Regions from separate parts of the Triticum aestivum genome. Here region 2 is linked to region 1. Evidence: chromatin contacts called from public Hi-C data. All regions are on one chromosome and are shown on one strand. Each heading gives the region's core, a stretch centred on a gene start, on an enhancer-like site or on the middle of the called end of the contact. The rest is flanking DNA. Distances are from core to core; before and after follow the strand shown.

Region 1 (6,901 bases), core at 3,768-6,267:
GCTCTATATGCTTGTATGCAGGAGGTAGTGTTTCAACAATATCAATGTCTTCTTTCAGTGATTCAATGAAGTGTCTCCAATTGAAAAGATCCTTAAATTCACTAAAAAATGGAGGAAAGGGATATATGAGTGCATTGATTAACAAGCTATAGGGGATTAGGAATGAAGAGTTAAGGTTAAAGGGGCCCACCTGTCATCTGCCCAGTAGGATGTATGATCAAGTGAAGGTAGAACCAGTGTTGCCTTCAAAATCTTAGCAACAGCAACCATGTCACATATCTGAGATGTAAAAGAGAATCAGATACCATGGCAAAGAGTACTAATGGATGCACAAAAATGATTTTTAGGGTAGTAGTCACACCCCAAATCGCATTTGATTCAGACCTCCATTTGCGTTTATGAGAATGTAACCATTACTGCGAGAATCTTGCTCTACAAATTAAGAACATGCGACCATATCATGTTAACAAATGCATAGAATATATAGAAAAAACATGTTTGTGATATATGAGCCAACTTACTTTTATGAGAGTTTGAAACAATGCACTGTCTGAAATTTTCACTGCTTGGCTGGGACCAGACATCAGAGGCCTATATGAAGCACAAACAAGAAGGGAAAGAAAGGTTAATTCCACTAATTAGTGTATCGAACAAAGGAACAGGTTTAGCAGCTATATATTACTAGCCTCAGCCACACTGCTTTGTCTTTCACCAATGCTAGATTCCACTGCCATCAACATCCTGTCACTCTCTTTCGCCCCCATGTATCCAAAGTGGTTAACTTGATGCCCTTTATCACTGGAGAAGGAAACAGAAAGATCCTAGAAACATGTACAGAAGATAGCAATTTAGATTGTAATACCTAAGCTTTTCTTTCCTAAATGTATGACATAGAATGGTAGATCAAATCAATAACCTGGGATAACAGAGAGTTATGTTCACTAATATAAACTTCATGCGGTGTAGAAACAATCAAATAAGCTCATCATATTCATAACTATAACTATGCCCAGTTAATACTATGATGCAGATTTTGAGCTATGGTGAAGCAAAGTGTAGAAAAAACTGGAGCCCTGCTCCCCCCGCGTCGCTCCCGCGAGGCGACCGGGGGGCAACCCTAAATCCCGCCGGTCTCCGCCCCCTCTCCCCTCCTCCTCCTTCACCACCGCCCGAGGGTGCGGCCGGGCGAAGCCCAACCGTCGCCGGCAGCGGCGGGGCCTCGTGGTCCTCCTGTTCGGGCGGTGCTGGCGTGGGCCGGCGCCTCGGGTCGGAGCGTGGAGCTGTGCCGGGCAGAGGCGGAGCTCCGGTGCCTCTGTTCCCCCGCGGCGGGCGGCCAGGTGATGGTGCGTGCTCGGCTCTCCAAGATCGGCGGCGGCGCGGCCAGATATGTGGCCGGGCGACGCGGGCCGAGGGTGGCATGGGCTGCAGCGTCGCAGCAGCGGCAGGTCGGTGGACGGGCTAGCCGGCTCCAGGTGCTCCGGCTGTTGGGCGGCGGCGGGCAGCGCGGATGGGCTCCCTGGTGAGCTTTCTTGGTGGTCGGCGGTGGACCTTGGGGTTTTCCTTGACGGCGGACGGGTGTGTGTTGGTGGCCTTGCGTGGAGCTGTGCCGGCTGCCGAGGTGGGGCGACATAGGGGGTGTCCGGTGGGGAGTTAGGCTGGAGGGATGGGAGGCGCCGGCGAGAGCTCGGGCCACCCGTCACCGGCACGGGGGTGTGCCGGTCGTGGATGCGTCCGCTCCCCCTCCTCCCCCTTTCCCCGGCCGGGTGCGGGCTGATGCAGCTCCGGCGTTGTTCGAGGCGGGACGTATGCTGCGGTTTCGGCGGTCGGGTGTGTCCTTTGGACCAAAGCCGGTCACTTTGGCTGGTCTTGGGGGTGTCTGGATGCAGGGCGGCAGCCCTGGTGGTGGGAGACGCGACGTTCGTGAGCGGAGCATGCGTCTCAGGTGCGGGTGCGCAGCCATGGCCACGCGTCCGCTCCCCCTCCTCCCCCTTTCCCCGGCCGGGTGCGGGCTGATGCAGCTCCGGCGTTGTTCGAGGCGGGACGTATGCTGCGGTTTCGGCGGTCGGGTGCGTCCTTTGGACCAAAGCCGGTCACTTTGGCTGGTCTTGGGGGTGTCTGGATGCATGGCGGCAGCCCTAGCGGTGGGAGACGCGACGTTCGTGGGCGGAGCATGCGTCTCAGGTGCGGGTGCGCAGCCATGGCCACGCGGGTGGTTTGGTTGCGGGTGGTTGGCGGAGCTAGGGTGCGTCGAAGGGGTGTGAGCGCCGGGGTACACCACTTGCTCAGGGGCCGACGGTGGCGACGTCCGTGGACGCCGTATCCTTCATGAAGGCTTCGTCGCGGTGTTCCCACTCCTTCGTGATGCTCCAAGTGAAAACTTGATCTTCGATATCGGACAGTGGCGGCTACACATAGTCGTGCCCTTCTGGAGGCACCGTCTTGGAGTCCTTGCTCCGTCGTTATCCACCTCGCCTCTCCTTGGAGGATTGCAATGGAGGTCTCCGTTGGCTCCAAGCGATTCATGTTGTTTGGTAGTCGTTGGTGTGGTGTGGCTGTGCTCGGCACCTTTGTATCTTGCCTTGGGTGTGTGTTGTGTGCGGTGGTGGCATGTGTTTGTATCGGTGTGCTTGTATGGTCGGTGCTTTATATATAAAGCGGGGCGAAAGCCTTTTTCAGTAAGCAAAGTGTACAATCCGTGTTTCCAATTTGTGCACATATTGAAATTTTCATCAGGTTGCAACATGTTACTACTAATATGAATGTAATCAAGACTAGGCGACGAATTACCAACTTTTAACATAAATGTGGACATTTGGATTAAAAGATCAGCTGTATAACATTTTTCTATGGACAATATGGTTGGTTGGAAACCTGGGAGAAGATTATTACTGTTATGAAACCTCATGCAGTTTTCAACTCGATATTGCTTGATTCTACCAATTTTTAAAAAATGCCCAGTTGTGGCTGTGCGCAATTTCATGCTATTAGCATTAGTTTCACTGCTATTAGCATTAATTTAAATGCTAGTTTTATATACTGGCAAATGGAATATTTAAATGTAGTGTCACCTTAATCATCCATGCAGTATTTCTGCACTTCGAATAGATATTATGTATAACAAGTTAGCAACTAATTTTGTCGAGGCATCTACCTTGGACAGGGACACAAAAGGCACCTTATCAAACTAGTTTTCCTACAATTTGCATCGCCAAAGCACTAACTATATAGAACAAGGGCTGTTTGTTAGAAGGAAACGTTGAAGTCGGATGGTTTTATTTTCACCAATGAAGTCCTGAATTAAAGATGACTATTTATCTGAATAAGCCCAACTAAGGATACCTACTAGTACAATATATTCCAAGCAAGAAGACAGTAAGGCATACTTCCAAAGTTCTTATGGACATAAATAATATTCTGCCCAATTTGGATAGACCACAAGATCATAAAGTCTATAACAGCCAACTGCCAACAGCTACAAGCACCAAAGTAACAAGTGCTTTAATAGTAAACCAACTGGAAAGGGACTAAAAAACCTCCAACAAAGGAGGAAACGTCCTAAAAATGCTAAGCTTCTGCTAAAAGATCCTTGCTTAAGAAGTTCCAAATACAGCTACAAAGCATAGAACATATTGATTGCATGCACCAACCAATTCTCGCAACAGTTAAGCTGAGGAAAGATGGCCGGACATTAAACTCCAGCTGTCCAAGTCCAACATAATACTACAATAAACCCAGCCTAGCAGTTTTCAAGCAGACCAATTGCATAAGCATCACATTACATTATGCTAAAACATGCCCAGATTCTTACTACTTTTAACAATGAGAATCAGATTCCATCAGATTTCTTTTTCAATTCTTGTTTGACTTGTCCAGAACAACAAGAAAAATGGTAGAGAACTGGGCAAAATTGCATGTTAAAGTTAGAATGCCAATGATTGATCATGAAAAAATGATTATTATGAAAGAGTGGCCGGTGAATCTAGACAGTTAACAATTTAACATGATTTCCATTACTCTAGCTAGTCCTCGTAACATCTCAGTTCCTAATCAACATCATTACTACCAGACGGGAAATGCTATACTATATTTGTAACTCTTCGTAAAAAAATGTGTTCATGATAAGAACTAAGAAGTAGTAAGAATGAACACATTTTTAGTGCAGAAAAAATGCAGAGTTGGTCGAGCACCAGGTGCCGTTGATTGTAAAGAAGAGAATATTTGCAGCGAAATGGCAGCTAGAATCATAACCCAGTAAAATGCAATTTGTAGCTTCCATACATACCTGCAAATCGTCGCCAGCTGGTAGTGCTGACCGGCCGCCGGCCCAGATCTTGACGACGCCGAGAAGCAGGCAAACGCCGCAGAAGGCGAAGAAGAGCAGGTTCCCGAGCTTCCTCCTCTCCCGGATCCCCAGCCCCAGCACGACGTCGCCGGCGCCCCCGCCGGCGCCCGGGCGCTTGAAGAGGCGGAACCGGAGCTGCTGCTGGTGGTGGAGGCCGCCGGGGGAGGCGCTGGAGGAGGAGGCCTCCGCCGCGTCCTTGGGCGGGCTGCCCAGTCCGTCGGTCCGCGGCGAGCGCGGGGAGCCGCTGATCTGGAGCTCGATCTCGCCGCCGGGGCAGCGCTTGAAGGAGTTGGCGCGGCGGGTCATGTAGCCGCCTCCGGCGACGCGGGGGCTGTGCAGGCGCGGGAGGTGCTCACCGGTACCGGCACCTCCACCTCCGCCGCCCGCGGACCCGGAGGCGCCGCCGCCGTGCTTGGGTTGGTAGCCCATGTGGCGCGGGGAGCTCCAGCAGTCCAAGTCCCGGTCCGAGGACCTCGAGGTGAAGGAACTAGTGGCGCTGGGTTCCGAGTGGTGCCCCAGCTGGTCGTCCCTGTACCATGATATGATGTGACGGCTAAATGAGGGGAGGCGCCATTAATGGAGCTCGGTTGGGAAGTGAATGGGGCAGTGAGGTCTCGGGGAGGAGGACGCGTGAGGGAGACGGCGACGACGTGAGGCGCGTAGCGTAGTGGGATACGCACGGAAACGGAGACGGTCAGGGCGGAGGGCGCTAATTACGGCCCTGCCATGCCATTTGGAGGCGCCGCCGACGCCGCCGGGGATTTGATTTTGATTATTCTTTGTTTTTCCGACGTACTTACTCCAATAAAGGCCGTTATTGTCCGAAGGGAGAAAAGGGCGCCAGTTGCGTCGACGCTGTCACGTGCGCCGCGCGTGCTTTGGCCGGTACGCTGCATCCTTCCTGCTTGTGAGACGAAACGAGGCCCAGGGAGAGGGGGCGTTTACTTTGGACTTTGGGGCTGTATCTAGTCTCTACTGGTTGACGCGCAAAGTGGTTCACGTGGGTTTTCCACCTCCAATCTTGCCGTTTATGGGATCGAGCTCACGCACGATCAGGAGCTATCGTTGTTGACCAAATAATTCTTCGTTTACTACCAGTTGTCAGTGTTGTTTTATTGCTCAACATGCAAAGGTTTCTACTTCCTCCGTTCCTAAATACTTATCTTTTTAGAGATATCAAATGGACTATCACATACAGATGCATATAGACATATGTTAATATAGATTCATTTATTTTACTCTCTATGTAGTCATTTTTTGAAATCTCTAGAAAGACAAATATTTAGGAACGGGGGGAGTAGTAGTTTCGGGGGAATCTACCCTTGTCACGTCGTGCTCCCCTCGGAGCAAGAGGAGAATTCGTAGGCAATGTGAAGATCTCTATACATTCGATGAGTGTCTATTATTGCAGGGCATCTCCAAAGCTGACTCCTAAAACTGAGACGACATTGGCATCGGTGCATTGGCCGCTCTTGTCTACATTTGGCTATATTTGACTCGTTGTCGCTCTTGGCCGGCGCGCCACTTAAATGTCGGCATCAGTGAGAGGTCGTGTCCACTCTGGGTCGATATGAATATGGTGTTGGCGCTTTTGGAGCGGCCCTAAGCGATATGAATGCACGGTATATGGGTCTGAGGACAAGATCACATATGAGGAGGAGTGGATTTCTCAGCACTGTCCCTGGACGGATTCAGAGACTGAGCAGCCTACTGCCGATGACGGAGGCGCGAGCGGCCACGCGGGAATGTGATGATGGAGATCCTCGGCTTTGCTATCACCTGTGACCGTAGCAACACTCTTTGCCCTTTTGGTGTATCGATGCTAAAGGGGGGGGGGAGTTTAGGAATTTGTCGACTTTGTCGAGTTGCGAGTGTGTCTTATTTGCCCTGTCTTTCTCTCTCGCAAACTCTTTTATCAGTATCGCTGGGCCTAGCAGCAGTACCACTGCGGCCAGCGATAGTACCACTTGCTGCGAGCTAAATGAGGGGATAACGGTTGGATTGTTCCTCCCACCATATAAGGGGGGGGGTCTTCTTCCCCAAGAAGACCCACCTCTTTCCCCCAAGCTTCATTGTTGCTCCAAAGCTCATTCTTGCCCGATCTCTCTCCCTAGCCAATCAAACTTGTTGATTTTCTAGGGTTTGGTTGAGAAGGCCCGGATCTACACTTCCACCAAGAAACATTTGATTCCCCCCACTAATACCTTGCGGATCTTGTTACTCTTGGGTGTTTGAGCACCCTAGACGGTTGAGGTTAACTCGGAGCCACATTCCATTGTGGTGAAGCTCTGTGGTATCGTTGGGAGCCTCCAATAGTTGGGGAGATTGCCCAACCCTATTTGTAAAGGTTCGGTCGCCGCCTTCAAGGGCACCACTAGTGGAATCACAACATCTCGCATTGTGTGAGGGCGTGAGGAGAATACAGTGGCCCTAGTGGCTTCTTGGGGAGCATTGTGCCTCCACACCGCTCCAATGAAGACGTACTTCCCCCAAAGGGAAGGAATTTCAGTAACACATCCTCCTCTCCACCGGCTCCACTTGTGGTTATCTCTTCCCTTT
Region 2 (7,002 bases), core at 900-3,399, 180 kb after region 1:
GCTACAATCATCCCTGTTACTTATACGATAATATACGGGAACCAACAACTTACAAATGAGTTAGCTACAATCATCCCCACAAGAGGGGAGACCACCCATGCAAAAGACGTTGAATAAATAAAACACACCATTACAATCATACGCTGAATAACAATTTTAAAAGAAAGAATGAATAAAACGCTCTTACTCTCATAGGAACCAAAGCTCCACTCTAGAATCTGCATGGATAATGTTGTCCTATCGAATATCTCAGGGAGTTGTGCAGTAATATGAAATACAACATTCTATAAGCAACTTGCACCGGAGAAAACTAGATGGTTGCAGGTCAAGCACAAACATGAGAAAACTCAGCCAAAAACTAGTTTAACCGGAGCAGCAGGTGACAAAGGAGAAACCCCATCCATGATGTGCTTCAGTGTGTTGTCCTTCTCCTGGTCAGTCCAGGAATGTTGCTGCGTCACCAACTCCCAGTCCCAGTGCCCCTTGTTGCGAGCATGCCCGTTCTTGAAGATGGAGACCTGGCGCAACAATGTGCATACTCCCACTACAAACTTGACAAGGTAAATCTGCCTCTCTGTTCCCTCGTAACCAACCATCACAAACTCTTCCAGGTGCTGGTGACGGAGAAGCGTGGTTGGTTTCCAGCGTATGTTGTCACTGGGCTCATCTTCTGTGCAAGTGGCGGCAATGTGAAGGTGGAGGACCTCCAGGGAAGGCGCCGTCTCAAGCAGGAGGCGGGGCCATGAGACGTCCCAGGACGAAGGCACGTCGGCGACCAGCAACCGCCTCAGGTTAGGCAACAACATCGTCGTCGACGGGGACGGCACGATCCATCTGTAAGGTCCACTGATCCTGACAATCAGACTCGATATTTCTGGCATGTTTTCGAGAAGCGACTCATGGTCTATCTTCCAGTGTCGCTTCAGGTATTCGCGAAATCCTTGCATTGTCACGCCGAGGCATGAGGTGAGGTTAAATTTTCTGAGACAAGGGAAGGAGGCGGACTCGAGGAACACCGTAGGTCCCAGGGAGAGGGAGGCTAGGCTCTCGAGATTGGGCAGAGCCCTTAGACGTAACTGTGTGAATCTGCAGTCATCCACAACGAGCTCCTTGATTTTTGACATGGGGGCGTCCACGAATATCACCCCGCCGCTGCACCGGCAGGAGATGAGATGCAGCACCTGCAGCTGCTGGCAAGAGATGAAGACCCCCTGGTAGGTTGCCACGGGCGTCGATTTAGGTATGTCCTGCAGGACGAGCCTAGTGAGCGCACCGTACTCGTGCAGCGGCGGGATCATGCAGCCACCAAGCTTGAGGCTTTGCAGGCGTGACGCACTGGGCTCCTTGCAGAGGCCATGGCTGGCGAAGGTGTGGACTGCGCCTCGTCGCCAGAAAATTGGCTTAGCAACAACTTGGAGGTCATCCACCCCACAAGCATCCATGGCCTCGACTATAAGCCGATTCATGCATTCGGTGCTTTGTGGGGTGACGAAGAACTCGAGCCTCAGCCTACTGATCCTCCTCCGGCGGCCGGCGGTTCCAGCGTCCAAGAAGCTCTGGACGGACCTGGTCAAAGCGCGCATGGCGCGATGCTCGTACCTCCTGATGTTGGGCATCAGCTCTCTTGACACTTGACGCAGGTCGTACTGGAAACCACCACCTTTCCCGACGACGCCGTGGAGCTGGACCCAGCGGTGGTAGCGCGGCGGGAGCATCGCGTCGACACTCAAGTCGAGGATGGGGAGCTCGCCGCGGAGGCAAGCCCAGCGCCTGGAGAGCGCCGTGGTGCCGACCGCCGTCCGGATGTCGAGGCGGCGCAGGACCAAAAGGAGGAGATCGTCGGAGAGGGCGCTGATCCGGTCCGGACGCCGCCGGCGACCCATCGCGGTCCTGGCCATGAGTGAGCTACCTCCACCTGCGCCACGAATCGAGTAGCGGCGACCAGGAAACGGAGTAGAAACAGGTCCTTCGGGGATGGAGCGCCGCCGGCAAGAAGGAGGGTGGGATCTGAGGACGGAGCGCCGCCGGCAAGAAGAAGAAGAAGGAGGGTGGGATCTGGGGACGGAGCGCCGCCGGCAAAAAGGAGGGTGGGATCTGGGGTGTGCGGGGGCTGGAATCCAGAAAAACGAGACCACTGGAAACCTGAGCGTTCTCAGCGATTTGGGCTTCTTGGCCGTCCGATCTTTTTGCTTGATGGAGTTCCGGCCGGCCGATCGAGCCGCTGGAAGACCTCGTCCGTCCGATCGAATCCTGCCCCACTGTAGCATCCCTGTAGCATGGTTGATCCCATCTGGCTCGCGGTGTCGCTCGCTCCGTCCATTCGACCGAGGCTCGCTGGGACCCCACGCGTGTGGGCCGTGGCTGTCACCGGTTGTGGCTAGGGAGGCGCCCTGTGTAAGTCTTTTGCGGTCAAAATATCGTGCCACCGCCAGTAGTTTTGCCACCCCGCAAAGGGCATTTGCGAGATTTCGCGTGCGTGCCCGTGCGTGGCGTCGTGTGGGTGGCTGTGTTTGGCATAGGAGCGAGGAGGTCCCCGATTGGGTGAGAACCCTAGCCAATTATCCCCGTCGCGCCCCTCTCCCCTTCTCTACCGCAGCCACCGCTGCTATGCTCTCCATCCAAACCCTAACCCGTGCTCGCCTCCCTGCCCCCCGTCGTCGTCTCCTTCGCCGCTGGGAGCTCAGCCCGGGTGGTTGTCGCGGGGTTCCTGGCGGGCTTCCTCCTCGGCCTGCTCGCGCTCGCGGAGGCCGAGGCGGCCGTGCCGCCTCTGTCGCCGGCAGGAGGGGGCCCCTGCAGCCACCGCGCAGCCCGACGAACAGGAGCTCCCCGGTGTGGTTCCCTCGACGCAGGGATACTTCCTCCGTCCACTGCCTTCTTTGTGTCGACGCGTGCTTCCGCACGGCCTGCCTCGGCGCAGCCATCGACTGCTACACCGATGCGAGCACGCACCCCCCAAAACCTCCTCCTTCCTGCCCCAATCCCCTTCTTCCTGGTCGACGGCTCGATCCGTGGAATCCCAGGCGATTGATTGATTGGTTGATTGGTTGATTGGCTCGTTTGTTGGTTTCCAGGCAATTGCGCTCAGCCCCTGCGTCGTCGTCTACTGGGTGAACCAGGGCCTCTGCCACTTCCGTCGCAAGGACTGGGCCAGGGTCGAGGAGGACAGCAGGAGGGCGCTCGCGCTCGACGACACCTCCATCAGGGTGACTGACACGGATTATTATTCCTCATTTTTCAGTTGATGCCACCATTAATTGGTTCATGTATGAGGAATTGGGTCGTATATTTGTAAAATGTGCAGAGGTTTCAGAGCTTCATTTGTTCTTGCTTCTGTTACTGATGCGGGGACACTATTTGCTAGGATGTGCGCTGTTCGAGAAGGGGGGCTGCGCTTTGGCTGTCCAAGGAATTCAACAAGGTCTGTCGTTCATGAATCCTCTTATACATTATGAACCAGTCTCTGTATCTTCAGATACAACTGTAGTCTTACGTGTAGTATCTAAGGCCATGCTTCCCTGTTTATTTGTGGAGCCTGTATGTTTCCACCGCATGTGGCCCTTCTTGTCCTCCCTTTTTTTCGTTCTTCTGAACTTCTCGACAACCCTTGTGTGTGTGAGTTGTAGTCTAGCGCATCAATGGGGCGATGCTATCTGCGTGTTCATGAATGTCATTCAATGTAAAATGCAGATTTTCAGAAAAAAAACAAAGATTGAGAGAAGCATATTTAGGCCTGAAACTTTTATCTTGCCAAAACTTCTGTGCATATAGCGTCTCTTTGATTATTTTTTCTGCTTCTAGGAGATGATGAGGGTTCTGAACTTGATCACCATCAGCATAGCTAGGCATGGTAGCTGGATTAACCATTGGATGAAGTATTCAGTTTCATTCTTAATTGCTTACCATTTACAGTATAGTAGATATGAGAAGAGGTGAACCAAATCGTCCATAGACAAAAGCTATGTTTTCTGATTAGTTTAATTAAATGAATGACATATTGATTTTGCGTTTTGTTTGTTTGACAAACACGACGGTAGCGGAGAAGTGGAAGAGCGTCAATTAGGTCCAACTGTGGTATGCGCCAGACTGAACCACCGTGTATGGTTCCTTACCGGAAGTACTTGATCAATGGTACAAAATAAATTTCTTGAATGGATTTATTATGGAGAATAAAATAAGAATATTATGGTTTAAAGCCACCCTTCTTGTGGATTGACTGATAAATCCATATAATATTTTGGGAAAAAGTTAAATCTTTATATGTTGTGTACTTGCAGTCTAATCTTTAAATCCTCAATTATATGGAAGTGATGGTACATTTCAGTTCAGTGTGTTAACCATTGACATCATCTGTTGAATCCATCGTGGTCGTGTCGCTTCTATAGAACTAGAGCATTCCCTTTTGTGCCCTGCATTCTTCTTCTTTTTTCTTTTTTAACACAGAAGCGGTGATTATAGTGACAAGCTTGTGTTGGGGTTCATGTACGCTTATGCAGGTACTTAGGTATTGGGTTGCAGGATCAAGATTAGCGCTCATTCCCACCTTGGTTTTCAAATGAGCTTGGCTTTCAAACCTGCGAGGTTTAGAATTTCCTATTGAATTTACTTTTGTTTTTTGCCAGAGGAAATTGTCATATTTTACCTTGGAGCATCTCTGATTGAACACTATTTACATCTAATTTGTTTGTCTGTACTTTGCAGGAACTCGCTACTTCAATTATTTATATTGTTTAATTAATTGGGTGTGACAATAGGTCGTACACTATAGACATTTTCCATTTACATCACAGATTCTTCCTTCTAACCTACTCATCTCTACCTATACACAGCTAACTACAGTGTTGGTATTGGGGATAATTACTGGAGTAACGGATGCTTAATTCCTCTTTGTGCAATTGTGTGTTCTTAGTGTAGATGTATGTTCTTAGTGTAGAATATACCTTTGTCTAGAAGCGGTCACGTTTCTAATTTCTTCATTCTAATAATCATGTTTTATACTGCCACTGTGCAATGTACTCTCTCTTTCTCCCACTGATTCTATCTAGAGAGCAGTCTATCGATAATCTTCAAGGCCAGCACTACCACATGTTTCATGTTGTCGGTGTACTATATATTACCTGGTCATGTGACTTGCTAATGCAAGATATAGTTATTGCTAGATTTAATTTGGTTCCTACCATGCGCAAGTCAACATTTACCGATCTGCAAGTTTAAATCATGGCAATGTTCTATGCTCATGAAATTCACCCTTGGCAGGTATTCTTGGTAATGGTAAGGAGGTGTCGTCCAGTACAGATTATTGGATTTATGACACATTCACTCCATCATAGAGACCCAAGATCCTTCACAAGCCATGTTAATCAGGTATCTCCTTTTTATTCCTGTAGGTTTTGTTTCGTACAACCTCTGTTTGCATTACAACTTCAAAATAGATAGGATGTGGTATAATTACAACCTCCTTCTCTTATCTTTTGTGTGTGTGTGCTCAGGAGTCTTCTCTTCTCCATGGACGAACATCGACAGGCAATGGTAAGCCATCTCAAGGGAGGGGATTCTCAAGTCTCCCCACTTCCAATCCATGGACACCATCCACAAGGACCAAGATGACGACGACCAGGAAGGAAGGATCCCACGCCCGACCCCGGCGATGGTGGTTCTGTTTGTGCATCAGCATCGACCACAACCTCCCTCTCTGGTGAGTGAGGCCATCTCCTACCTCTGGCTCCCTCTGTTTCCCTTGTGCTGCTCTAGGTAGGTAGTACCATATTCTCTGTTTCATGGCTATGTGTGAGTTATTTAGTCAGTGCTTGATGTGCTTCTGTGCTGGATTGAGTCTAATTAGCTACTGCTCATTATTGTAAGATTATATTATTGTCTCATATCATGTGACAGGTTATTTTCTCTCTCTACTGTCACCTCCAGATTACTTACTTGTTTGTTTGATATATCGGAGCTGCAGGCACCCTCCGTGGATGAGGACGACGACCAGGGCATCCATGTTCGAGAGCTCAACGGCTCCTGGGGTAAGCAGCACCCCCAAATGGTTGCTTTGTTTTTCAAAGCCTTCTTTTTTGTTTGTGTGGGCTGGAAATGTGTGAACTTTATATGGCACAAGGGTGTGCATTCACTGACGAATCATTATATCTTCCACATGGACTGTTTAGTTCCTTTTGATATGTTGAGTGTTACTTTGAAGTCTTATATCTTCGATATTATGAATGTTTGAAGTCTGAACATCATATGTATGACGATGTGTATATTTTAAAAGTAGTGTGTTCGTGCATATATATTTTGAAGCTGGTTACTCTAATAATTTGTTCTTTGTGTACCATATGTTGGTTACTCTAATAATTTGTTCTTTGTGTACCATATGTTATCTTTTCTCCTCTTGTTGATATTCATGTCAAACTGAACAAAATACTAACTGTTGCGATTTGAGCTGGTTTTTCCTTATTATTTATCCTTATATTTCCCTCCACAGTTATGTGTTATCACAATACAAGCATAAATCTATGATGGTATAAACCAAGCATTCATGTTATAAGATGGTTCATTCTCCGCAAGTCATGGTAATTAAGTTTGCCTTTGTAGTGTTTGTTGGGGAACGTAGTAATTTCAAAAAAATTCCTACGCACACGCAAGATCATGGTGATGGCATAGCAACGAGAGAGGAAAGTATTGTCCACGTACCCTCGTAGACCGTAAGCGGAAGCGTTATGACAACGCGGTTGATGTAGTCGTACGTCTTCACGATCCGACCGATCCAAGTACCGAACGTACGGCACCTCCGAGTTCAGCACACGTTCAGCTCGATGACGATCTCCGGGCTCCGATCCAGCAAAGCGTCAGGGATGAGTTCCGTCAGCACAACGGCGTGGTGACGATGATGACGTTCTACCGGCGCAGGGATTCGCCTAAACTCCGCGATGATATGACCAAGGTGGAATATGGTGGAGGGGGGCACCGCACAGGGCTAAGGAACGATCCGTAGATCAACTTGTGTGT

Evidence for each region. Hi-C and Micro-C count contacts between places; a contact is called where the count stands out from the background.
Region 2: a Hi-C map of leaf shows a contact between it and region 1, with 4 times the contacts expected there. The contact joins the promoter of LOC123111948 here to the promoter of LOC123111947 in region 1. A contact is called at or near these places in 2 of 5 Hi-C or Micro-C datasets (both in leaf).

What each region holds. Positions count from the first base shown.
Region 1 is chr5B:379,374,264-379,381,164 of IWGSC CS RefSeq v2.1, forward strand. It overlaps LOC123111947 (O-fucosyltransferase 35), which reads right to left and starts at 5,018. Exons shown (of 9, transcript XM_044532830.1): 1 at 4,283-5,018; 2 at 687-821; 3 at 522-591; 4 at 362-432; 5 at 191-279; 6 at 1-101. The coding sequence starts at 4,771.
Region 2 is chr5B:379,552,406-379,559,407 of IWGSC CS RefSeq v2.1, forward strand. It overlaps LOC123111948, which reads right to left and starts at 2,150. Exons shown (of 1, transcript XM_044532831.1): 1 at 1-2,150. The coding sequence starts at 1,898. The coding sequence ends at 348.